Regions from separate parts of the Mus musculus genome. Here regions 2, 3 and 4 are each linked to region 1. The links are chromatin contacts, called in public promoter capture Hi-C maps. All regions are on one chromosome and are shown on one strand. The core of a region is the stretch at or near the end of the contact, and the rest is flanking DNA. Distances in the headings are between cores, read along the strand shown. Region 1 holds the start of Fcna (ficolin A). Region 2 holds the start of Med22 (mediator complex subunit 22). Region 3 holds the start of Dipk1b (divergent protein kinase domain 1B). Region 4 holds the start of Cacfd1 (calcium channel flower domain containing 1).

Region 1 (5,378 bases), core at 1,806-4,305:
AAACTAGAAAAGTAATGAATGCTTGTATCCCTGGCCCTGGAGGAGCAGAGACAGGTAGATCCCTGACCTCGATGGCCAACCAGTCTGGTCTACTTGGCAGGCTCTAGAGCCCTCTACCCCACCACCCACCACTCTCAAAAACAAAAACAAAGCAAAAACAAAAAATAAAATAAAACCAAAAAAACAAAAACCCAGTCAATTCAGCAGGTGAGGTGGCCTGAGTTTAACCCCCAGAACCTCACTCACATAGAAAACCAGAAGCAGTTGTGCATGAGTCCCCGTGCCTCTGCAGGGAGTTGGGAACTGGAGACTCAGCCAGAAGCTGCTGCAATATAAGCCGCCTGCTGCATACAACACTGCAGAAACAAAAGACCTTGCTTCAACAAAGTACAAGGCAATAAACGAGTCCCAAAAGTTGCTCTCTGACCATACATGAATAGTGACAGGCACATCCCTGCACCCTCACAAGCAATATCACAGCCCACATAGGGACAGACAGACAGACAATAGTAAACTTTATTTTAAAGGTAGACAGATGTTGAGCATGTGACACACATCTTTAATCCCAGCACTTGGAGGCAAAAGCAAGCAGAACTTCAAGGCCAGCCTGGTCTACATAGGTAGTTCTGGGACAGCCAGGCTACACAGTGAAGCCCTGCCTTAAAAAAACAAACAAACAAATAAATAATTGACAATGTGAGCAGAAACAGCACCCAAGGCTGACCTCTGCCCTTCACATGCATGTGCGCACACAGAATTATCAACTACAGAAAAATACACCACAGTGATCTTATAACCACATTAAATGGAATAGATAGAACTCAAGTGGGAAGGAATTTCTCCTCATAAGTTCCCAGTGAAGTTTTTATTTTGTTTTTGTCTTATTTTAGAAGTAGTGGGGAACAAAGCCAGTGCTTCATGTTAGCATCCTACCACTGAGCTACACCTCACACCCAGTTCAAAAAAGAAGGGGGCTTACATGGAGTCTTACTATTTAGCCCTGACTGACTTGAAACTCACTATGTCTACCAGGCTAGCCTTAAAATAGTAGAGATTTTCCTACCTCTGCATCCCCAGTTTCAGGATTAGAAGCATATGACACCATTCCTATCCAAATTTAGAAATTAAGGAGAAAAAAAAAAACCTAAAATAATTCAACTGCACAGTGTAGAAAAGTGATTATTATTAATCACTTATTAATCATCAGCTAGGCGGTGGTGCACACCTTTGATCTCAGTGCTCAGGAGCCAGAGGCAGGTGAATCTCTCTAGTTTCAGGTCAGCCAAGGCTACACAGAAAAACCCTGTCTCCAAAAAACCAAAACCAAGGAAAAAGAAAGTGATTGGCAGGGTTGAAGAGACAGCTCATCAATACTGCTTTTGCAGAGGTCCCAGCTCTCAAGTCAGGTGGCTCAGGACTGCCTGACATCCCCACTCCAGGAAGCCACTCTATTCTGGCCTCATCGGGCACCTGCACACATGTATGTGTACATGCACACACACACACACACACACACACACACACACAAATAAAATCGAGAGGCAGGAGTGATGGCTTAGCAGCTGAGCACTGGCTGCTCCTCCAGAGGACCAGGATTCAATTGCCAGCCCCCTCATAGAGGCTCACAACCATCCTGTAAACTCCAGCTCTAAGGGATGCAACACCCTCTTCTGGCCTCCATGGACACTAGGCATGCAGTTAGTACACAGACATATGTGCAGGCAAAACACCCATTACGCATAAAGTAATAATCTTTAAACAGAAATAAAAATAAAATCTAAAAAAAAAATGATGCAGGTGTAAAGTTGGCTGAAAGGGGATAACGCTGGAAAAGTTAGACTCTTTTAGGTTTAACATTTTTTAATGAATTATTTTATTCATTTACATCCCTAGACTTGTTATTTTTAAAACACCTACCGCCTGGGCTGTGCTCAGCTTGCTGCAGTTGGAGATGGGGGAAGCCATTGCTGTTAGAGAGCTGGCTACTCCGATGAACCTCAGGGTTCAGGCCTGGGGCAGGAAAGAGCACTTCCTGTAGGAACTGGTGCCAGTGAGGACAGAGGGAGGTCAGCAGCCTGGAGGGACAGAGGGAGGTCAGCAGCCTGGAGGGACAGAGGGAGGTCAGCAGCCTAGAGGGACAGAGGGAGGTCAGCAGCCTGGAGGGACAGAGGGAGGTCAGCGACCTGGAGGGACAGAGGGAGGTCAGTGGCCTGGAGGGACAGAGGGAGGTCAGCAGCCTGGAGGGACAGAGGGAGGTCAGCGGCCTGGAGGGACAGAGGGAGGTCAGCAGCCTGGAGGCGTGCTGGGGAAGGAATGGGGGAGCATAGCTGGCCTAGTCTGGCCTGCAGGCACTCAGGTCCCTATGGATTCCCTGCTCACTATAAACCCTAGCCAGGCCGATGCCAGACTTTGCAGTAGGTAGGTATTAAGGTATACAGGGCAGGACTGGAGAGATGGCTCAGAGGTTAAGAGCACTGCCTGCTCTTCCAGAGGTCCTGAGTTCAATATCCAGAAACCATGTGGTGGCTCACAATCATCTGTAATGGGATCTGATGCCCTCTTCTGGCATCCAGGTGTACATGCAAATAGAGCACTCATATACATAAAATAAATAAATCTAAAAAAAAAAAAAAAAAGGATGTAGGCAGGGTAGTGAGAACGAGGGTTCTGCTGGCTTGGAGGGCCAGGCTCAGCTCTTTCATGGCCCAGCCAGTGCCTCACACTCTCTCAGGAAGGCTTCTTCTGTCTGCTATCCATGGATGGGAGGCTGAGAGGTTCAGCATTTGGCTCTGGGAGCTCAGTAGGCGCCTTTGGCCAGCCTTGCCTTTCTGAGCTAGTTCTTTGGGAATCTATTCTTTGGAGAGAAGCAGAAGAGGAAGGTAGAGGAGGAAGAGGAAGGTGGAGAAGGAAGAGAAGGAGGTGGTGTCCTCATGCCCCGAATCCCCAGTGCTGACTGGGAAAGTGTGCTGAGTGTGTGAGTACTGTACTCATGTGCTACAGGGAACTGCTGGGTGTGGCGCTGGCCATCTGGTGACACACAGGAAGTGTGCCTGGTTTTAACTTGCACTCCTTCTCAGGAGAAAAAGCTGAGCCGTGAGGAATCCAGGCAGTGAGGGTCTTCACTTCGTTCATCAGTGCCTCAGCCTCCGTCCAGAGCCAGGGAGTCAAGGAGTGGCTGCTGTACCCAGAGCAATGCAGTGGCCTACGCTGTGGGCCTTTTCAGGACTGCTCTGTCTCTGTCCCTCCCAGGCCCTGGGTCAGGAGAGAGGTGCCTGTCCAGGTGAGAGGGGTCTGCTCAGAAGTGTGGGCACACACATACCTGCATATGCCTGCACATGTGGCAGCAGGAGATGGGACATTTTAGAAGGGCAGCCTGAAAACACATCCAGAGACAGGCTGCATGAATGCTAGTGGGTACGGAGAGCTGTGGTTTTCAATGCTGCTCCAAAGCCACCCCTCTTTTTTTTTTTTCTATGCAGATGTTAAGGTCGTAGGTCTGGGGGCCCAGGACAAGGTGGTTGTCATCCAAAGTTGCCCTGGCTTTCCTGGCCCACCTGGGCCCAAAGGGGAGCCTGGAAGCCCTGCTGGAAGAGGTAGCAATCTGGATGGGAGAGGGATTCCCCTTAGCCTCCCCTTGGCCCAGCTCCCTCCAATCCTACCTAGGAGATGAGATCCAGTTTAGTCCTTGTGTTTACAGGAGAACGGGGCTTTCAGGGCAGCCCAGGAAAGATGGGACCTGCCGGCAGCAAAGGTAAGAGGGAATTCTCACATGGGTCTATCTGCCTAAGATCCAGACAGGTCTTGAGAGTGGTGCCAGTAGCACCTGAGCCCACACACCATCCTCCCCTATGTCCAGATGCATGCCTGCCCCCTTCCTACAGGCTGGGCATTCAGATCTCTCTCCTACAAGTTCTGCTCGCATGGATGGACACATAGGTGGATACACACACACACACACACACACACACACACACACACTGAAGTGAAAAAGAACCAGCACTGTAAGAATGCCCCTTCTGTCTACAGGAGAGCCAGGAACCATGGGGCCCCCGGGAGTTAAAGGTGAGCCTAGTAAACAAGTCTCCTTAGGAAGGGACCAGGAAGGACAGCTCCACATGGAGCAATATGGGATTAGGGTCTTGTTGGCTTAAGGGGAGTCTTGAATACAAAGAAAGGTGGGTGTTCCCAGAAGCACTACTTCAGGGGTCCCCAAAGTCTCCCCGGATCATTATGCATATCAGAATGTTGGGGGCTCACAGACTAGGGGAGAGGCTGGAAGCTGGGAGGGGTACAGGAGAGGATGTGGCAGGATTCCAGCTCTGGGACAAGGCTAGTATGCTGTATTCCTCCAGGGGAGAAAGGCGATACAGGAGCTGCGCCATCTCTGGGTAAGTACATCCCATAGTCTCTTCTAACGTTTCCAGTGTCTTTACCCTCTGGTTGTGAGTGAAGAAGAGTGAGCTTCGGGGGCTGAAGTAGCATGAAGCATCTGTGGGCCCAGCCAGCCTCCCAGCCAGCACCCTGACCTATCCCAACTCTGGGTATAGTCACAGACAGGACAATGCATAACAGCAGCCAAACACAAAGGAGCCTAATGGGGCCAGCCAGGATGGGTGTGCTGGGCTCTTTAGCAGGAGGGTACGGCACCATGTATGCCAAGTAGAATATGGAGTCTAGGGGAGTTATATGTGATGGGAAGGGACCAAGGAAGAAAATAACACTCATGACTCTGCCCAGGTGAAAAGGAGCTGGGAGACACCCTGTGCCAGAGAGGTAAGTGACCTCTCAGCTGGCCCCTCCTACTTCCTGCTCTCAAGAATACAGCAGGACCCCACCCAGGGAGTATACCCCAGATACAGGCCAACCCTGCCCACTTCCCCATGGTACAGGACCCCGGAGCTGCAAAGACTTGCTGACACGGGGCATCTTCCTGACTGGCTGGTACACCATCCATCTTCCTGACTGCCGGCCACTGACTGTGCTCTGTGACATGGATGTGGACGGTGGGGGCTGGACCGTGAGTGAGGAGGCTCAGTGTGGGGCATAAGAGGTTTGCACACAGCGGCCACACTCTGGAGAGCTGAAGTCAGGGAGAGAGCAGAGCAACCAGGGGGAAAAAAAAAAAATAATGTGGTGCTTCACCCTCCAGCGAGACCCAAGCACTGGTGGACCAGATCTAGAACTCTGTGAAGTGAGTTAAGTGGGCGACAGGACCCCAGTCATAACAGATGCATCAAAACATGTCAGCCCTGGGCCACTATCATCTATCAGTTACCTTCTCAGTCCCCTGTACTCCCTGCCCCTGAAAACTATTCCTCACTCATGAGGTTCTTTATAAGAGTGAGAAAAACAAAACAAACCAACAAAAACCAAATAAC
Region 2 (5,561 bases), core at 22-2,521, 1.3 Mb before region 1:
TAACCTGGCATTGAAAAGTTGTGTCTGACCTCCTAGCCCTGAATGGCTGTGGCTCATGCCATTAATACCAGCACTCATGAAACAGGCAGCAATGCTGAGCTCCACAACTAGAGACCCTGATCCCCCAACAAAACCACCCTATTGTGGTACACTGATGAGACGGCAGGAGGTCAACACGGGGATCCTTCCTCAACTGCTTCCTCACCAAATCCCGCCCATTCCAGGTGGAGGGACTGGGGACCCCCTTCCACCTCTCTCTTCATAGCTGTATTAGTGTGGCCATGCACTGCAGTAAGGGCAAACTCGGGGCCAGTTTCTGGCTCTGGGGCCCGGAACCTCACCTGTCTGCCTGTCCAGGGCCTGGGTGAACTGGTTAATGGCAGGAGGGACTTTGAGCCGCTTGTAGAGGATAGCTCTTTGCCGCTGCAGTCTGATGTAGCGGGGCCATTTGACGAAGCGCGTTAAATCTCTTTTGGGCTGGATGTCCTGTCCTGGGAAGTTAAGAGGGACACTGTGACCGAGGCCTCTCCTCGGGCCGGCCTGCAGCCGAGGCAGTACCCAGGGCAGGAGGGCGTCGGTGCATCAGCGATCTTGGTGGTTCTAGTGTCATCACCACTCATCTGATAGCAAATATTCTGTCACATCATCTGCACACGACCACCATTCCCCTTCTCACACCAGCCGAGCATGCGCAGTGGCGGCTGCTCGGGACGGTGCCCGGCTCTCATTCAGTCCATTGCCCGTCAAGGCGCCTTGCCCTTGTGACACGCCGACGCCACTCCTTACCAATGCCGAAGTTCTTGGGCCTCTTCTCGAACAGAGGGTTGACCACCTTCTTGGCCTCCTGCTTCTTGACGACGGCGGGGGCCGGGGCCACCTTCTTCCCCTTGGCCTTCTTCCCTTTGGGCTGTACGGAAGAGAGAAACCCGTGCCATCGGGCAGCGGAGTCATTGCCTGTGAGTCGGTCGCTGTGGCTCCCTTTCCGCGAGGGACCCCGAGGAGACAGGGACGGCGGAGAACGCCGCTGACGGGCGACGGGCGGCGGATGGAGGCGGATAGCGCGGGGGCCCAGAGACACTCACCATCTTGCTCGGCTGCTGGAGAAAGAAAGAAGAGGGAATTGTGGGGGATAAGTAAGTGGCCGCAGATATCGCGAGAGCAGGCGCCCTCGCGGGATTTCGGATTTAAAGCGACAAGGACCCACTTCGGACTCTGACAGAGGGGCGGAGCCTGAGCGGGGGCGTGTCGGGCCGCGGCTGCGCGTTCGTCCAGGCGGGCGGGCCCTGGCACCGGACCGCAGGCTCCGAGAGGCGGCGGGAGGCGCCAGGAGTGAACGGAAGCCGCGGGAAGGAGCGTGCGGGTGCTTTGTTCCCTCGCCGTAAGGGCCTGCTGCCGGGCGTGTGTTCGTGGACGGAGCTGTTGTATCGGAAATCCCGGTCCCCAGCCCTCAGTACTCGGTTCGGGCCGGACCAGACTGGTTCTCGTCCAGGGCCCGCCATGGCCCAGCAGAGAGCCCTTCCCCAGAGCAAGGAGACGCTGCTGCAGTCATACAACAAGCGGCTCAAAGACGACATCAAGTCCATCATGGACAACTTCACCGAGATCATCAAGACCGCCAAGGTGTGTGGTAGCTGTTCCGAAGCCATTGGAGAAGGCTGGGACTGGTTTTCCCTGGGGCCTGGGTACAGGGGTGAGGAAAGCAGAGGGAATGTGACTCACCTGACCGGTGCGGGTAGGAGTGAAGAGGCGTTAAAAGTAATGGGACAGCAGATAAATAGAAGAGCCAAATAGTGACAAGCACAGAGCAGAGAGGAGAACTCTGGCCCGTTTGCCAGGGCTCTACGTTAGTTACTGAGCACTAGCCACCTGGGCTGAGGTTTACCCTTGCCATAGATTCTTGTGATGACTGGTGAGTTTAACCCTTAAACACCACAACCCTCATGTTGTGGTGACCTCCAGCCATAAAATTATTTTTGTTGCAACTACAGAACTGTTGTTACCCTTTGAGTCGTAAATGCCAGTGTTTTCCGATGGTCTTAGGCAGCCCCTGTGAAAGGCAATCCACAGGTTGAGAAATGCTGTTCTATTTAAATAATTTCTGAGAAGCCTCAAGCCCACTGAGGTCTGTGTTAGGCTCCAGCTGGTCCACCTGTAAGCTTAAACTCAGAGATCAGAAAGTTTGTCTTTTTAATCCTTTATTGAACATCTTTTCTTTCTTTTTAAGATTTATTTATTTAAGGACTGGAGAAATGGCTCAGTTAAGAGTACTGACTGCCCTTCTAGAGGTCCTGAGCTCAATTCCCAACAACCACATGGTGGCTCACAACCATCTGTAATGAGATCTGATGCCCTCTTCTGGTGTGTCTGAAGACAGCAACAGTGAACTCATATACATTAAATAAGTCAATGTCTTTTTAAAAGATTGATTTATTTAATGTATATGAGGACTCTATTTGCATCTATACCTGCAAGACAGAAGAGAACATCAGACAGAAGAGGGAGGGCATCAGATCCTATGGCAGCTGGTTGTGACCCACCTTGTGGTTGCTGGGAATCGAACTGAATGTACCATCTCTCTAGCCCTTTATTTCTTATAAACTGTCACAAAGACTGGGCAGTGTCCTTTTGACATGAAGTAACCTATCGTCACCCAGAGAACAAGAAGGGGTTGGAGACATTGCCAGTTGTCTAGACAGGAAGTAGGCTCTGGATCTGCGGGAAGGCCTGACAGGCTATGGTAAAGACATGAAGGCGGGTGGCGGCGGCGGCGGCGGCGGTGGCAGCTAAGCCAGGTGGCTGCTCCCTGTGTTGATTCTAGGCTTTTCTTATTTGCCCTCAGATTGAGGATGAGACGCAGGTGTCTCGGGCTACTCAGGGCGAACAGGACAATTATGAGATGCACGTTCGAGCAGCCAACATCGTGAGTGTGGGATGGAAGACACCATGGAGGGGTTGTAGGTAGAGTCCAGAGTAGCAGAGGAAAACAAGGGAGCAATGGGGTGGGCAGAGCCTGTCTTGGGGATTGCCCTCATAGGCACTGGGAGGAGGGCCTTGTCCGTTCTGTGGTGGTGATGAGAGGGAGGGCAGCTGTTCCTGTTGACATGAAGGTTTCCCAAGGCTGCTTGCGAATGGAAAAGGAAATGGTGGAATGAGTCCTGTGTGAAATGTGAGCCTCTTGATCTTGCAGAGAAAGCCCAGTAGGCAGTGTCTGTGCAGTGGGTATCGGCAGCGGTGTGGGGCACAGATGCCTGCGACTGCCCAACCTGCAGTTGTGCCGTATCTGGGAAAGGAGGAGTCAGGAGGAAAGTCGGCATGGTTTTCTGTTGGCTCTGAGTGGAATACGCAGGATGTGTACATGGTGTGAGTGGTGTGGTTGGGAAAGGAAAACTCCTTTAAGTGAGCAAACTTAGCCCACTTGGTCACGGAGGGTACTGATTTTGCCTCCCTGGCTGTGCCTCTGTCCTCACAGATACCTCTGTACAGGGCAGTGTTTTTCTTTGCAGAACGTAAACCAGACTTCCAGGATGCACTGCTGGCTCAGCAGCACGTACACAGAGCAGGGCCACTGTGTCTGCCTCCTTTTATATTTTACCCTGATTACGATGGTGCAGGTTCGAGCTGGTGAGTCACTGATGAAGCTGGTATCCGATCTCAAGCAGTTTCTGATCCTCAACGACTTCCCGTCTGTGAATGAAGCCATCGACCAGCGTAACCAGCAGCTTCGAGCCCTGCAGGAGGAGTGTGACCGCAAGCTCATCACCCTGCGGGACGAGGTCTCCATTGACCTATATGAGCTGGAGGAGGAGTACTACTCGTCCAGGTACAAATAGGGCTGGACTGCCATGCAGGTGCTGCCTGCTGCCTGCCCAGACCAGCTAGGGCCTGCAATGGCCTTGTGTTTTTCCAAGTTCTCCTTGGCAGCAGAGCCCCTGACTAGCTCGTTTGACGGACAGACAGTCATAGCCAGCCACCAGCAGGGGCCCAGGCCTTCCCTTCAATGAAGAGGGATGAAAACACAGGACTTGGTTGTGTGTCAACGGCTGTGGCCAGAAAAGGGTATCCCCCAGGGGGCGAGGAAGCCCTCCAGGGCAACACAGTCTCTGTCTTACTGCTTTAAATCTCTTGTCTGTCTAGACAGTTTAGTCAAGGCTGGATTGGCCCCTTGTGGCCTTCCAGGTCTCTAACGACGTTCACTTTCTGGGACAGCCCTGCCTACTGCTTGCTCAGAGATTCAGTTCCATGTGAATGTCATCAGACTCACAGTGGAGAGGTGGGATGGGGGAGGGGTAAGGAACTCAAGCAGGGTGGCTTTGACTCCTGGGCCCAAGATACCTGGATGTCAGCTCGGCCTTATTCATGGAGCTGGAGTCTCCTGGTGTCAGACCTATGTTAGTCTCAGAGGATAGCAGCAGGCAGGATCTGTCACATAGCTCTCTACAGGGCCACTTAGAATGTTGATACCTGAAACTTTCTGATCCAGAGAGGCCTTGAGAAATCAAGAGTCCAGTGTAAAATATGTCGTCGGAACCGGGCTGGAGAATGGAGGCCTTGCCCCACCCCATTAGCTTGAAGTTAAGGTTCCGGTCAGCAGCACCCTGCCTGACTCCCCCTGGTGGTAGGTTTGCTCCTGCTGCTGCTGCACAGAAGCTGCAGTCAACTACAGATGTCCAGTGCTGCAGTGGACATCTTGTTCCCATCTTAGACTCAGTGTCACTGCCAAGCTTCAGTAGTTCTAAAGTTCTCCAGAGAGTTCTGGGGTTATCTTTGGTCTCAGTGTTCATCAGCTTAGCAGAAAAGTGGGAGTATCTACTGTACCCCAAAGTGGCAGAGACTTAGACCAACCCAGGGTGAGTTCCTCACATCTTCCTGTCACTACCTTGTAGTACTTCAAGGACACTTGAGCGGATGAGTACTGGGACAGTGACTCAGTCCTGTACAAGGGTTGAGGGGATAAATTGCTCAGATAGGAACCCAGAGTGCTGGGTTTCCAAAGCCTCGGCCCCTCTGCATCACGTGCATACGTTTCTGGGATGATCTGTGTCCTCTTTGGGCAATCACCTCTCTCATATTCCTCATGGTAAAGCAGCTGCCCCATGCCTAGGAATTTCCTTAAATGGCAGAGTTCTTCGGTAGGTGAGGCAGTAGGTTTTGTCTGCCCCTATCAGCCTCCTGCCCACACCACCACCAGTTGCCCAGCTTCCCCTCTGCATGGCTACTCTTGCCTGTATACGAACTGCTTGCTCTTTCTGGCTTTGCCTTCCCTCCATTCTCCTGGGGATGCTACTCCCTTTGTCTTGGGTAGTTCTGCGAGAGACTGCTGGGGACAGGCATGGGAGAAAGCTAGGGCCTTGTGCATATTAGACAGCTGTAGAAACAGATGTGGTCCAAGTAGCCACTGCTATGACCACTGAGGCATTGTGCTTGCCTCCTCCTGTCTCTGGCTTTCCCTGTGTAATGTAAGGAAATGGAATGTGTAAAGCCTGGGGCTTAGAGCTGTAGAGCTAGAGTAGTGGTATATAGAGAAATGCTCAGACCTGTATTGCTGACTGTTACCCAGTTAG
Region 3 (5,855 bases), core at 762-3,261, 1.0 Mb before region 1:
CCTGTTGAGGGGATGAACATGACCTTTGTGACAGAGGCTGAAATCAGTTATGACAGGGAGGACTCCTTAGGCAGGCACCTGGCCACTTTCCTACCTTGAGGGTTTACAAAGTTTACAAAGGAAGTCCATCACAGGAAAAGCTTTCCCGGCCTCTTAAGTGGCCTGAATAACCAACACGGCAACCCTACAGGGGGGACTCTACTGATGTCAAGAATTTCCTGTGGCCTCCTGTCTACCCGCGGCCAGAAAGTCTGAGAATGAAACCAGCTAGCACCCCACTTTTGGATTTGGGAGTCATGCTGAGCTCAAGTTTACCCTAGTTGCCTCCGAGCCAGAACATAAGGAACCTCTACCACAGGAATGATGCTTAGCCCTTCTTCTAGAACATTCTTCCAGAAAGTTCTAGGAGATGGTCCCTATTCCGGGGCATGGCTCTGGGGACTTCTCCTGGGACACTCATGGCTCTGGCACTCAGCTGTTTCTTTCAGATTTGTCCAAAATTAAAACAGGAAGACTGAGAAATTGCAGGGACACTGGCTGTGAGGCCAGATCAAAGGACTCAGCCACACCTAGAGCAAAGGGCCAGGGCCAGGGCCAGGACAGCGGCTGGCCCAGGCTGGCCCAAGTGATGTAGAACTAGAAGCCGCTAGAAACCTGCAGGTCAGAGACCACTCCAGGCAGGCCCTCCCAAGCCACCTTGGCACAGGTGGCTCCCCTAGACTACCTTGGCTAAGCTTTGATGGTTTACCTGGCCTCTGTCTGACGCAGCTCTTCTCCAGGATCCCTGAGTCTTTGCTCACCCCGGGGCGGGACTCACCACAGTGGTACTCAAAAGCTCGCACAGATTTCTGCCACTCAGTGGGGAACAAGTTGGCAAGCCCTGGGCCCATAATTTTCGAGGCTGAACAGTCCAGCTCCAGAAAAGTCACATGGAAGGTGGGAAGGTCATTACAGGGATAGTAACTGCACAGCAAACTCCCTGCCCAGGAAACCCGGGCCAGGTGGCAGGTGCCCTAGTGTTTCCCACGCAGGAAACTGAGGCTTGGGGCAGGAAGGGCTCAGCCAGTGGCTCTCTCTGAACCAGCCCCACTGGGAACTGGCCCAAACCCCTCTCCTGCCACTCCTGGGTCCACACATTGCTGAGTCAGGGCCTAGCTTCAGGGCTAGGGGTATGGGTACACCCCATCTCCTGGCACAAGAAGGGTCCCCCATACACCTCAGGTCACGAACCCAACCTAGGCCTGAGCATGGATCACAGCACAAGCTACTGCCTCTGGAAGAGGGCAGACAAGGGCATCTGGGCCTGGAAGAGCTCTGCATCCAACAGGCTTCAGTCCTCATCCTTTATGTAAAACAGTCTAAGGGAGGCCAGGCCCCAGGACAAAGGCATCCTCCAGCATCCTCAGGACGGCCCTTCAGAGAGACCTTGGCTAGACTGGTGAGGGCTGGCTCCTTCCTGTAGGCTCTAAGGACCGTGGCAACCAGCGGCTGGAGCCCAGAGGCCTGACTCCATCACCTCAAAGCATGAGGGGAGGGGCCTCTTCTGCAGACAGGAGCTGGCCCTCCACTGGCCCAAGGTCACCACAGCCCCTGTTTCCAGCTGTCTCAAGAACTGGCCAGGGGCTGGCCAAGTTTGCTATTCCAGAATTTTTTTTTTAAGTTGCGAAGGTTAGAAAGGACTCCGGTGCACCCGCGTGCACCCATCGACCCTCGCCATCCCACGCCCTGCCCCTCCCCGTGTGGTAGCACCTGGCCGGCTGCGGCTTACCTGCAGGCCCTTGGAGAAGGGGCAGAGGAGCACTAGGTGCACCAAGCGCCGCAGCCGCCGCATGATGGGCTCCGGCCCCGGCTGCGGAACCCCGCGGCTGGCTCGGCCTCAGCCCCAGCCCGGCCAGGCCCGCAGCGGCCGCCGCTCGCTCTCCATGCGGGCCGCTCGTCCTCGGCTCGCGTTAAAGGCAAGGCGCGTGCCTTTCTGAGCAAGGACCGCGACGCACGCGCGGGGAGACGGCCTGGAGGAGGGGCGTGCACGCGCGGGAAGATGGACAGAGGGGCGTGCGCGCGCGTGTGGAGACAAACGGAAGGGGCGTGCACGCGCGTGGGAGGACTGGCGCGCGGCCCCGCGGCTAGTCTAGCTCTCCCGCTGGGGACCTACGCCACCCCCCACCCCCCCACCCCCAACCTCCCGAGAGCTCCGGGACCCGCTACGGCAACCCTGTGTGAGCATGAAACACCGGGGCAGGCTGGCGCTGAGGACCTGTAAGGTCCCCGCCTGCGCTTGCGCATTTCTTCCACCTTTTCAAGGGTAAAAGACGTTGATGGATCTGCCCCCATCCCTCCCCAGTATGCAGGTGAGGCTAGTCAGTCCTGAGGCCACCACCTCTGGCACCGAGAGTCTTCAGCCCTTGTTGCACCGGGGCATAGGGAAGGACCCACAGCCCACGCGGTCAGCAACTACTCCTGAGAACCAGTTTCTTCTGATTTCTGCCCATGGACAGACACGCCCCTCTCCTGTGACTCCCATTTAGGGTGATTAGGAAAGCAGCAGCTGACCTTAGTTAGAGGCTTATTGAACTTAGCAGACAATGGCCAGAATGCACCGTCCACCATGCGCATCAGCTGCCCTCAATCCTCACCCACACCTTTCTTAGGGGTTCTATAGCGATGTCATATGCATTCCCAGGGAATACGCCTTCCCCTGTGCCCCAGTGCTGTCCATATATATATGCCTTGCAAAATGATAAAAGACAGCTTTAGTTTAAGGATGTTAATTGCTTCGCAATTAGTGAACCAGGCCAACCTTCTCTTCATAAAAGTGGAGCGAGAGTCCCATGAGCCCAGCTGAAGGGTTTGGATTTATAAGCTAGAAAGGCTGAAGAGAACTAGAGCCAGGAGCAGGTCACAAAACAAATGGAAAATAGCATCAAGTCTGTGTCCCAGAAACCAAGAAGCAGAAGCAGAAAGACCAGCCTGGCCTATGTTTCAAATTCCAGACTAGCCAGAAGCCCAAAGGGAGACCCTGCCTCAAGGAAGGAAAGAAGGAAGGAAGGGAGAGAGGCTGGAAGAAAGGGATGGAAGGAGGGAGGAAGAGAGGAAAGAAGAAAGGAAAGAAAGGAGAGAGGGAGGGAAGGAGGGAGGGAGAAAAGAAGGAAGGAGAAAAAAGAAGGGAAACATGGGATTGTTTCATTATCGCACCAATTATAAACGAGCTGCTTAAGCAGTTTGACTATTTTATTATGTCTTCAATCTTGATTTTGCAGGTCAGATAAACAATGTAGTTTAAGTGTGGTGACGGGAAGGCTGAAAAAAATGACTCAGCAGCTGAAAGCACTTATTGTGAAAACATAAAGATTGAAATTCAAATTTCAGCATCCATGTAGCAGATCGAGCATCCTGCGCACACCTGTAACCCAGGTTACAGGTTGAGTGGAGCCGTTGTAGGATGGTTGCTAGGACTTGCTGGTTCACAGCCTAGCTGAGAAAGCAGCCTGAGGTTCAGGAAGAGACCCTGCCTCAAAGGAAAAGGTGGACAGTGATCGAAGAAAGCACCCAGCACCCACCTCTGCCTTCCATGTGCACACATGATGCACCTCCATTCCCCACGCATGACTCCCCTCCCCTCCCCGACACACACACACACACACACACACACACACACACACAAATAATCAAATCTTTTCATAAGAGAAAACATGAAGCTTGGTGTCACGGACTTGCGGAATGAGTAATTATTTTTATTTTTCAGTCTGGTCTTCTGGGAGTACAATGGCCATCTGTAAGGTCTATAACACATGTGTGTATACATGTTTGTGTGTGTATGCATATATGTGTGTGTGTGGAAGCCAAAGGTCTGTCAGGTTTTTACTCTCTCCACTTTACTTTTTATAAGATTTTGTTTTATTTTTGTTTTTAAGGTTTTTTTTAAAGATTTATTTATTTGTATGCACATCAATGTGTATGTGTTTGTGTGTGTGTGTGTGTGTGTGTGTGTGTGTGTGTGTGTGTGTATGCCACACTCAGGAACTGGAGTTACAGACACTTGTGAGCTGCCATGTGGGTGCTGGAAATTGACCCTAGGTCCTCTGAACAGGACAAGTGTGTGTGCCACGTGTGTGCCTGGTGCCCTAGTGGTCAGAAGAGAGCATGGGATCTCCTGGAACTGGAGTTGCCACATGAGTACTAAGAACTGAACCTAGAACCTCTACAAGAACAAGTGCTCTTAACTGCTGAGCCACCTCTCCAGGCTCTTTTGCTCTCCAGTGTCTCGGGGTACTAGTCCTTGGGTAAACTCTCTCCTGCTCACAAACTCTTGACTCCTAAGAGTTGGTTTTTTAAGTGGTGATCAAGTAGATTTGGATGCAATAGCAAGTTCGCCTTTTTTTCTATGTTGTCTTTGAGACATAATCTTACATAGCTCAGACTGGTCTTAAACTCCCTATGGGGCCAAAGATGAACTTGAACTCCTAATCATTCTGCCTCCACTTTCCCAATTGCTGGGGTTCCAGACCTGTCTACTACACTGGGCCACAAGTGTATGTGTCTGGCAAAAAAGTTAAGAGGATAGGTCATGGGCCCTCAAGAGCTGAGGGGTCATTCAGTAGGTAGAGTGCTAGCCTAGCATAAAGCCTGAATTCCACCCCCAGCAGCATAGAAAATGAACATGGGAATACACACCTATAATCTCAGTATTCCAGGCGTAGAGGCCATAGGATCAAGAGTTCAGGGCATCCTCAACTACAAAGGGATTTCAAAGGTAGTCTGGGCTACATGAGATCTGGGGTGGGTGGGGAGTACTCACTGTACAGAGAGTCGGGCCATTGGGTGAAGCCTGTCAGGTCTCCCAACCATAAAACCACTGTGCTTCCTTCCCTCTGTAACTGCCAAGGATCTGAGAAGCAACACTGTGGCCATGGGACTGCCTTGTTCCTCACTCTGTGTTCACACTGTCACCTGTCACCTGCAGGATTGGTGCTTGAGACTGCTGATCACAGAGGATAGCCTTTGAATACCATCAGTACAGTCTGTTCTCCTCTACGTCTTCTTTTGTGGTACGTGAACTCAGCAGACATTATCCACATTCCTGTGCTTAGCTACCGACACCACATTCTTACCTCACACTGAAACCATTGCCTTGCCCCCCCCCAATGCCCCTGACAGACACCCCTCCAGTTTCTCTCTGCTGCTAATACCTCTAAGGACCTCAGAAACAGAGTTCACAAAACTGGTTCTTTTACTGAGCATCTTAACCCATGCCAAGGTTTATGCTGCTACATGTGTCAGAACTTATTAAAAATGGTTGGATTTAGCCGGGCGTGGTGGCGCACGCCTTTAATCCCAGCACTCGGGAGGCAGAGGCAGGCGGATTTCTGAGTTCGAGGCCAGCCTGGTCTACAAAGTGAGTTCCAGGACAGCCAGGGCTATAAAGAGAAACCCTGTCTCGAAAAACCAAAAAAAAAAAAAAAAAAAAAAAAAAAAAAAAAAAGATTGGATTTATTAATTTTATGTGTATTTTGTCTGCATGCATGCATGACTGGCTTCCATGGCTGTCAAAAGAAGGCAACAGATCCCCAGAAACTGGAGTTTCAGATGGTTGTGAGGTGCTATGAGGGTGCTGGGAATCGAACCCAGGTCCTTCTGAAGTCCAATAAGCAGCCTTTTACTTATTTATTTATTTATTTAGGTGTAGACTAGGGGGCGATGGTCCAAGCCAGGCTTTCTCTGAATAGGCCTGGCTGCCCTGGAACTCACTCTACAGAACAGTTGGCCTCCAACTGGAGATCTGCCTGCCTCTGTGTCCAAGTGCTGAGATAAAAGCGTGCACTTTCTTTTTTTTTTTTAAGATTTATTTTATTTATTAT
Region 4 (5,409 bases), core at 2,522-5,021, 1.4 Mb before region 1:
AACTGGCCTTTCTTGGGGCTTCTCTTTCCTTATCTTTACCAGCATCTGTCGCTGTAAATCCTGATTTTGGTAGTCAATGTATATAAAGCACCACATATCTTAATATCCCTTTATCTGAAGACCATTTCTTATGCACGGCCACCTTCTGGTTTTTCTTTGTCAGCGGCTGTTTTCTCGGGAGGTGGCTTCCTCTTGCGTGCGTCTCTTTTCCTTGAGGAGTTGCTTGTGTTCTGGCCACTGCAAAACCCCTCAAAATAGCACTTTGTGTATCTAGGGGGTTTTCACCAAACAGACATTCTTAATTTTAATGTAGACAGCTGGCTTTTGTTAGGAAATTTTGTTTTGTTTTTAAGGGAAAATAGAAAAGAGCTTCCAGAGTGGGATGGGCTTTGGTGGAGAATCTCAGGCTTGATACTTTCGGATTTCTAACCTAGTTTAAGAAACTTTGATTTTCTTCTGTTAGCTCCATAGTTTTTTGTTCTTTTGTTTTTTGTCTTTTTTCCTCTCATATTGAGACCACCAGATGAGACTAGAGTTCTAACTGGTCTACTCTGGTGTAGGTAGACTGTTCTGAGCCCTCAAGCCTGGCTCTCACTGGTTGCTGCTGGGCTGGGCTGTGCTGACTAGTGTTACTTATAAAATGAGAAGTCTACTAAAGCTTCGTCTACTAAAACAAAACAAAAAACAACACGTTATATATAGTCTGATTTTCACAAAAGTATGTCAACTCCTTTTTTTTTCTGAGAATATATGCCAATCCTTTGACTTTTGTAACATTTAAAAAAAAAATCCATGATATAGTATGGCTTCCAGGTTTTTCAGCTCTTGTATGCCCATTAATGAGTCTGAATACACTAATATGTATCCAATCTCAACTGAATAAAGAGAGATATCTTTTCAAAGAAGAAGGAGAGAAGAAGAAGGAGGAGGAGGAGGAAGAGGAGGAAGAGGAGGAAGAGGAAGAGGAAGTAGTAGTAGGGCCTGGGGGGCTGGAGAGATGGCTCAGAGGTTTAAGAGCACTGACTGCTCTTCCAGAGGTCCTAAGTTCAATTCCCAGCAACCACATGGTGGCTCACAACCACTATGATGGGTTCTGATGCCCTCTTCTGGCGTGCCTGAAGACAGTGTACTCACATATATAAAATAAATAAATCTTTAAAAAATAAAAATTAAAAAATTAAAAAGTCAGGCCTGTTCCGACTTCAGTGGGAATCTTAGCCTATCAGTCTGCAGCCACCAGGTAAACTACTCAAAAATGTCTTCTAACTTGGTAAAGGCCACTCCGACTTATTTGGGGTTGTTCTTTATGCTTGCTTGGTGAGGGTGTTTGGTTTGGTTTTCCTTTGAGGCAGAGTCCTGCTCTATAGCTCAAGCTGACCTCAAACTATCTTGCTCTCTCTCTCTCAGCCTCCTGGGGACTTCCAAGCATGTTTCACTACGTCTGGCCACATCTTGAATTTGGGTCAGGACAGGGATGCCTCTTATGATACACCAGGGAAGATTCAAATGACAATCCCATCTAAAACATTAGCCACGTGACCCTGAACATGTTGCTTTCCTAATTCATTTTTCTCTCCTACACATGAGCAGGTTGTGCCCCAATACCTGAATAGCAGGACACCAAGAGGGGACAGTGTGTGTGCTCTTCTCCAGTGTGGAAGCCCAGCGAGGCCCCTCCCCTCTGACTGCACCTTCAGGTTACAGTCTGCCCCAGCCACCCAGGCTTCACCAAGAAGTCCCTCACCAGGAACTCTGGGAGCCTCTGAGGACATTGCTGAGAGCTGCCCATTCTGGCAGGACACAAGCTAAGGGAGGGCAGAGTGTTGGCCCTCTGAGGCTGCAATTAGCACCAACTTATTAAACTTGCAGCAGGCCTGGGTCACCGGATCCCTCCACTGGGCCTGGAATTCCACCATTTTCCACTTTCCTGTGTTACATTATCCAAATGGGAACTGATGCAGGAGAATGGACCAAATGAGTGGCACAGCTTCTATGTCACAAAGTCTCCTCTAATAAAGAACTCAACGCAGCACTCATTCACGCAGCAAAGCTTCCAGGGCCACAGAAGTGAAAGACTGTCGGCCCCCTGCCTGTGTGGAGCTAGGCCTGGTCTCACCTGAAAGGCCTGCACTCCTGTCCTCAGCATTCCATCTACAGAGCTACTCCACCATGCTGTCCTACAGAGCCACCTTTGGGAGGACCAGGTCGCAACTCAGACGAACAGGAGTCCTTTGACAACCAAGGACTCAAATACATCCACTCACTTGGGGTGCTAATAATGCTCATGTCTTCCATATAAAGGAGATGTCCCTATAATCCTTTCTTCCTCTGTCTACAGAGGTCTTTGGGACCAGAATAAATCCCTCCAATAAATAATAAGCCCCTTAGAATATCCTCCATTCCAAGAGAGGATAGCCCTATGTCAAAGTGACCGGCTAAGCCATAGCTCCTGCCAAACCCCTATTGAGTTTTTAAAGCAAATACACGATATCCTTCCCTCCTATGATATGCCAGTATTCAAAACCTTGATGTCCACCCCCCTGATCCCAATGATCAGGTTCAGGGAACAATTTAAGCTACGGCCACAGGTCTCCAGTAAGGTTTCACTGATAGCTTGGCTCGGCAGGAGGATTAGGGAGGCCTTCGGGAGTAGCACAGGTACCCACAGGAAGTATGGGACTGGGTGGGATTTCCAAAGTCAATCTAATCTAGAAATCACCTGGTCACTGACTGAATCACCATGACGGAGGGAGGATAGCCGCCTACAGGTCATGGTCAGGCCCTTCCTTGTCCCTCACCCCTTAATACCACCTTGAACTAGCTAACTGCACTGAAGAGGATTTGATCAACCTCAGCAGACTTCTTCCAGAGCTGCCTTACCAGGGCAGCACATACCTAACTCTACCCTATCCATCTGACTAGCAAGATCGTCTGGACAGATGGGGCTCCAAGGTATTCCTCCAGACAGGAAAACGGATGAGTCTTCCCCTACCCACACAGTTCCTGCTCTGGTACCAGGTAGGCAATGGATCCTCGGGCCTTCCCAGCACTCACCTGGACTTCTAGGAATTCACAATGAAAGGGACACCCAGGATTTAGCAAACACACTGTTTGGAAGGCCAGCAACATAGCTGCACTGAAGAGGCGGACCTGCCTTCCTCTTTACAAGAGCAGAGAAAGCTTGCTGGTGTGGAGGATACTAGGCCGACGAGAAGCATTAGGAGAGTGTGGACAGTAGGAACCCGAGGAGAACTCCGATCACTGCCCAGCCACCCTGAGGGGCCACTCTTCTCCTGGCACCATCTGACCCCCAAGCAAACTTCCCAGCCTGTGGAGAGCTGCCCCCCATTTATGAACAAGTTTTGTCCAAAGGCTGGGAACTTGGCAGTCCCACCCCAGCCCAGGTAAGCATCACCAGGCCGAGGCAGGGCCGGGAAGGGGCAGACGCGCGTCCTCTGTGAGTCTCATTTCCTCTGATCAGGGCCGCAACAACTGGGCAGTAAGCCATCGAGTTCCGGCGGTGGACTGCAGGCCTGAGGCCGGGAGCCATGGCAACCCCGGGGACGCCCGCTCCCTGGACCCGATACTCACACACCGCTCCTAGCACTCCCGCCAGGCGGCACAGCCAGCGGTACCACCAAGTCATGCCCTCTTCCTGTGCCGGCGGGGCTGGGCCCGCGGCCGCTCCGGCGGCGCCCGAGCCGCTCATGCTAAACGCTGCGCGCAGCCCCAGGCGCGCACAAAGAGACGTGTCCACCCGCGCGCGGCCTTGTGGGAGAGGTGGTGATTAGCATAGGGGCGGGCCCGCAGGCCATAGCCGGGGGGCGGGGGGAGGGCGGGAGGAAATGGAGTATAGCATAAGGGGCGTGTTTACAGACTGTCAGACGCCCTTTGCCACCCAGCAGGTGCGCTGGATCCGGTCTGGCCTTTCCTCTTTGCAAGATTGGAAGACGTCATCCAGAAGTGGCAAAGGCCTTGTTCAGACCTCCAAGGAACTCCGCCTTGCAGTAGAATGAGCTTTCGAGCTAGGCTTGTAATGGGCGGCAGGTTATGGGAGGAAAACTCCAGTCTGGTATCCTGTATCCTTTATTAACCACTGGGGGCTGGGACTGTTTTTCTGATCTCCACCTCCCAGTCCCAGCCCTTCTGCACCTGGAAAAGGTCACTAAAAGAGGTTCCCTAAGGCTAGCAGGCATTAGAACTTCTAAAGAGGCTAAAGTTGCATACTCCCCGGCTGTTGGAGAGAAACCTAGGACAGAGCCAGGCTGTCGTCCTGTTCCGATGTCCTAGGTGAGATGGTCCAATACTCGCCCTGGAGACTGGCATGTGCCTCCAGGAAGCCAGGGCTAAACTCCAGTTCAGCCTCGCTGCCTTCGGACTCCCAGTAGAGCACCTGCTGCCCCCAAAATGTTGTGGTCCTCAGACTGTGGATGTCCCTGATCTGTGGAGAAGCAAGTAGCCAGAACAGGCCATGAGTGATCATTATTTATAAACTCCTGGCTACTCAGAGTCATTTTTGTTTCTTAAAGGAGCCCACATGAGGGACACTCGGTTCTACCCAAGAAACTCCCCAGAACACACAACCAGGTACAAGAGCTAGGATCCTGCTCAAGACTAAGTCTGAGGTGCTCTGGTGCCTTGTAGAGCATACTGAATCGCAACCCTACCTATGCTCTTCTGAAAACAAACAAAACACCAGACACAAACACGATGCTTCCACGCTGGGTCAACAGGCAATGGACTCCCAGGGAAGGCCTTCTCTCTTCCTTCTTGTGGGTAGAGCCACAAGCATTCCCTGGTGAGTGAGTGAGTGGCAGAAACCCTCCTTCCCATTCTTTCCAATAATTTTGAAGTTTTGGATGAAAAATAAGCTAAAAGTGTTCCCTAATGCCAACACTCCCTCCCTCCTTCCTAGAGACAGCTCTCCAGAATCGTATCAAAAGATTACCCCCTTTTTGTCCCCATCCTCGTGGCCTCACCGAGACATAGTTGGCATTGGTCCCCTCAGAAGCAGTGCCCATATCACTGGCCAGGGCGCGGATGGCAATGCGGGCCTGTGGAGCCACACTGATGAAGACCCTGCAGGTCCCTGCCTTCCTCCCGTCTGGGCTCAGTGAGGGACTCACAATTTCACCCCGAGGTCCAAAGAGCTGCCTGTCACATTCTGCAGGCAAGAACAATGATAGGCTGGGTGAGGGCCACCTCAGGGAGACTACTGACACCAGGGGGTTCCCTGACTGCCTCTCCCGTCCCTCTGGTGGGCCTTTACTCTGTCCACTTCTAATAGACTAGCTTCAGGCAGTGATCTGAAAGGGGCAGGCAGTGGTGGCTCAGCAGAAGTGTTTTGTACAAGGCAGACAACTTAAGTCTGATTCCTAGGATCCCCATGGCAGGAAAGAACCTCTATCA

What was found. Promoter capture Hi-C pulls out the DNA fragments that hold promoters and counts their contacts.
Region 2: a promoter capture Hi-C map of hippocampal neurons shows a contact between it and region 1, with 7 times the contacts expected there. The contact joins the promoter of Med22 here to the promoter of Fcna in region 1. A contact is called at or near these places in 5 of 39 promoter capture datasets (the 3T3-L1 cell line, cranial neural crest, hippocampal neurons and 1 more) and 1 of 115 datasets of contacts at active chromatin or transcription factors (thymic regulatory T cells).
Region 3: a promoter capture Hi-C map of liver shows a contact between it and region 1, with 5 times the contacts expected there. The contact joins the promoter of Dipk1b here to the promoter of Fcna in region 1. A contact is called at or near these places in 2 of 39 promoter capture datasets (hippocampal neurons and liver) and 1 of 484 Hi-C or Micro-C datasets (liver).
Region 4: a promoter capture Hi-C map of liver shows a contact between it and region 1, with 4 times the contacts expected there. The contact joins the promoter of Cacfd1 here to the promoter of Fcna in region 1. A contact is called at or near these places in 2 of 39 promoter capture datasets (hippocampal neurons and liver).

The regions. Positions count from the first base shown.
Region 1 is chr2:25,625,651-25,631,028 of GRCm38.p6, reverse strand. It overlaps Fcna (ficolin A), which reads left to right and starts at 3,055. Exons shown (of 10, transcript NM_007995.3): 1 at 3,055-3,280; 2 at 3,480-3,593; 3 at 3,698-3,751; 4 at 4,027-4,062; 5 at 4,353-4,388; 6 at 4,738-4,773; 7 at 4,890-5,017. The coding sequence starts at 3,193. It overlaps Fcnaos (a long non-coding RNA gene), which reads right to left. Exons shown (of 8, transcript XR_003954003.1): 6 at 1,918-2,075; 7 at 247-356.
Region 2 is chr2:26,906,352-26,911,912 of GRCm38.p6, reverse strand. Med22 (mediator complex subunit 22) reads left to right here and starts at 1,271. Exons shown (of 4, transcript NM_001033908.1): 1 at 1,271-1,620; 2 at 2,840-2,920; 3 at 3,612-3,820. The coding sequence starts at 1,498. Rpl7a (ribosomal protein L7A) reads right to left here and starts at 1,106. Exons shown (of 8, transcript NM_013721.3): 1 at 1,083-1,106; 2 at 787-907; 3 at 342-491. The coding sequence starts at 1,085. Gm23969 (a small nucleolar RNA gene) reads right to left here and starts at 652; the gene lies at 579-652.
Region 3 is chr2:26,624,613-26,630,467 of GRCm38.p6, reverse strand. It overlaps Dipk1b (divergent protein kinase domain 1B), which reads right to left and starts at 2,011. Exons shown (of 5, transcript NM_019833.3): 1 at 1,769-2,011. The coding sequence starts at 1,831.
Region 4 is chr2:27,008,288-27,013,696 of GRCm38.p6, reverse strand. It overlaps Cacfd1 (calcium channel flower domain containing 1), which reads right to left and starts at 3,771. Exons shown (of 6, transcript NM_029862.4): 1 at 3,592-3,771. The coding sequence starts at 3,709. Adamts13 (a disintegrin-like and metallopeptidase (reprolysin type) with thrombospondin type 1 motif, 13) reads right to left here. Exons shown (of 29, transcript NM_001001322.2): 28 at 4,980-5,164; 29 at 4,072-4,441. The coding sequence ends at 4,250.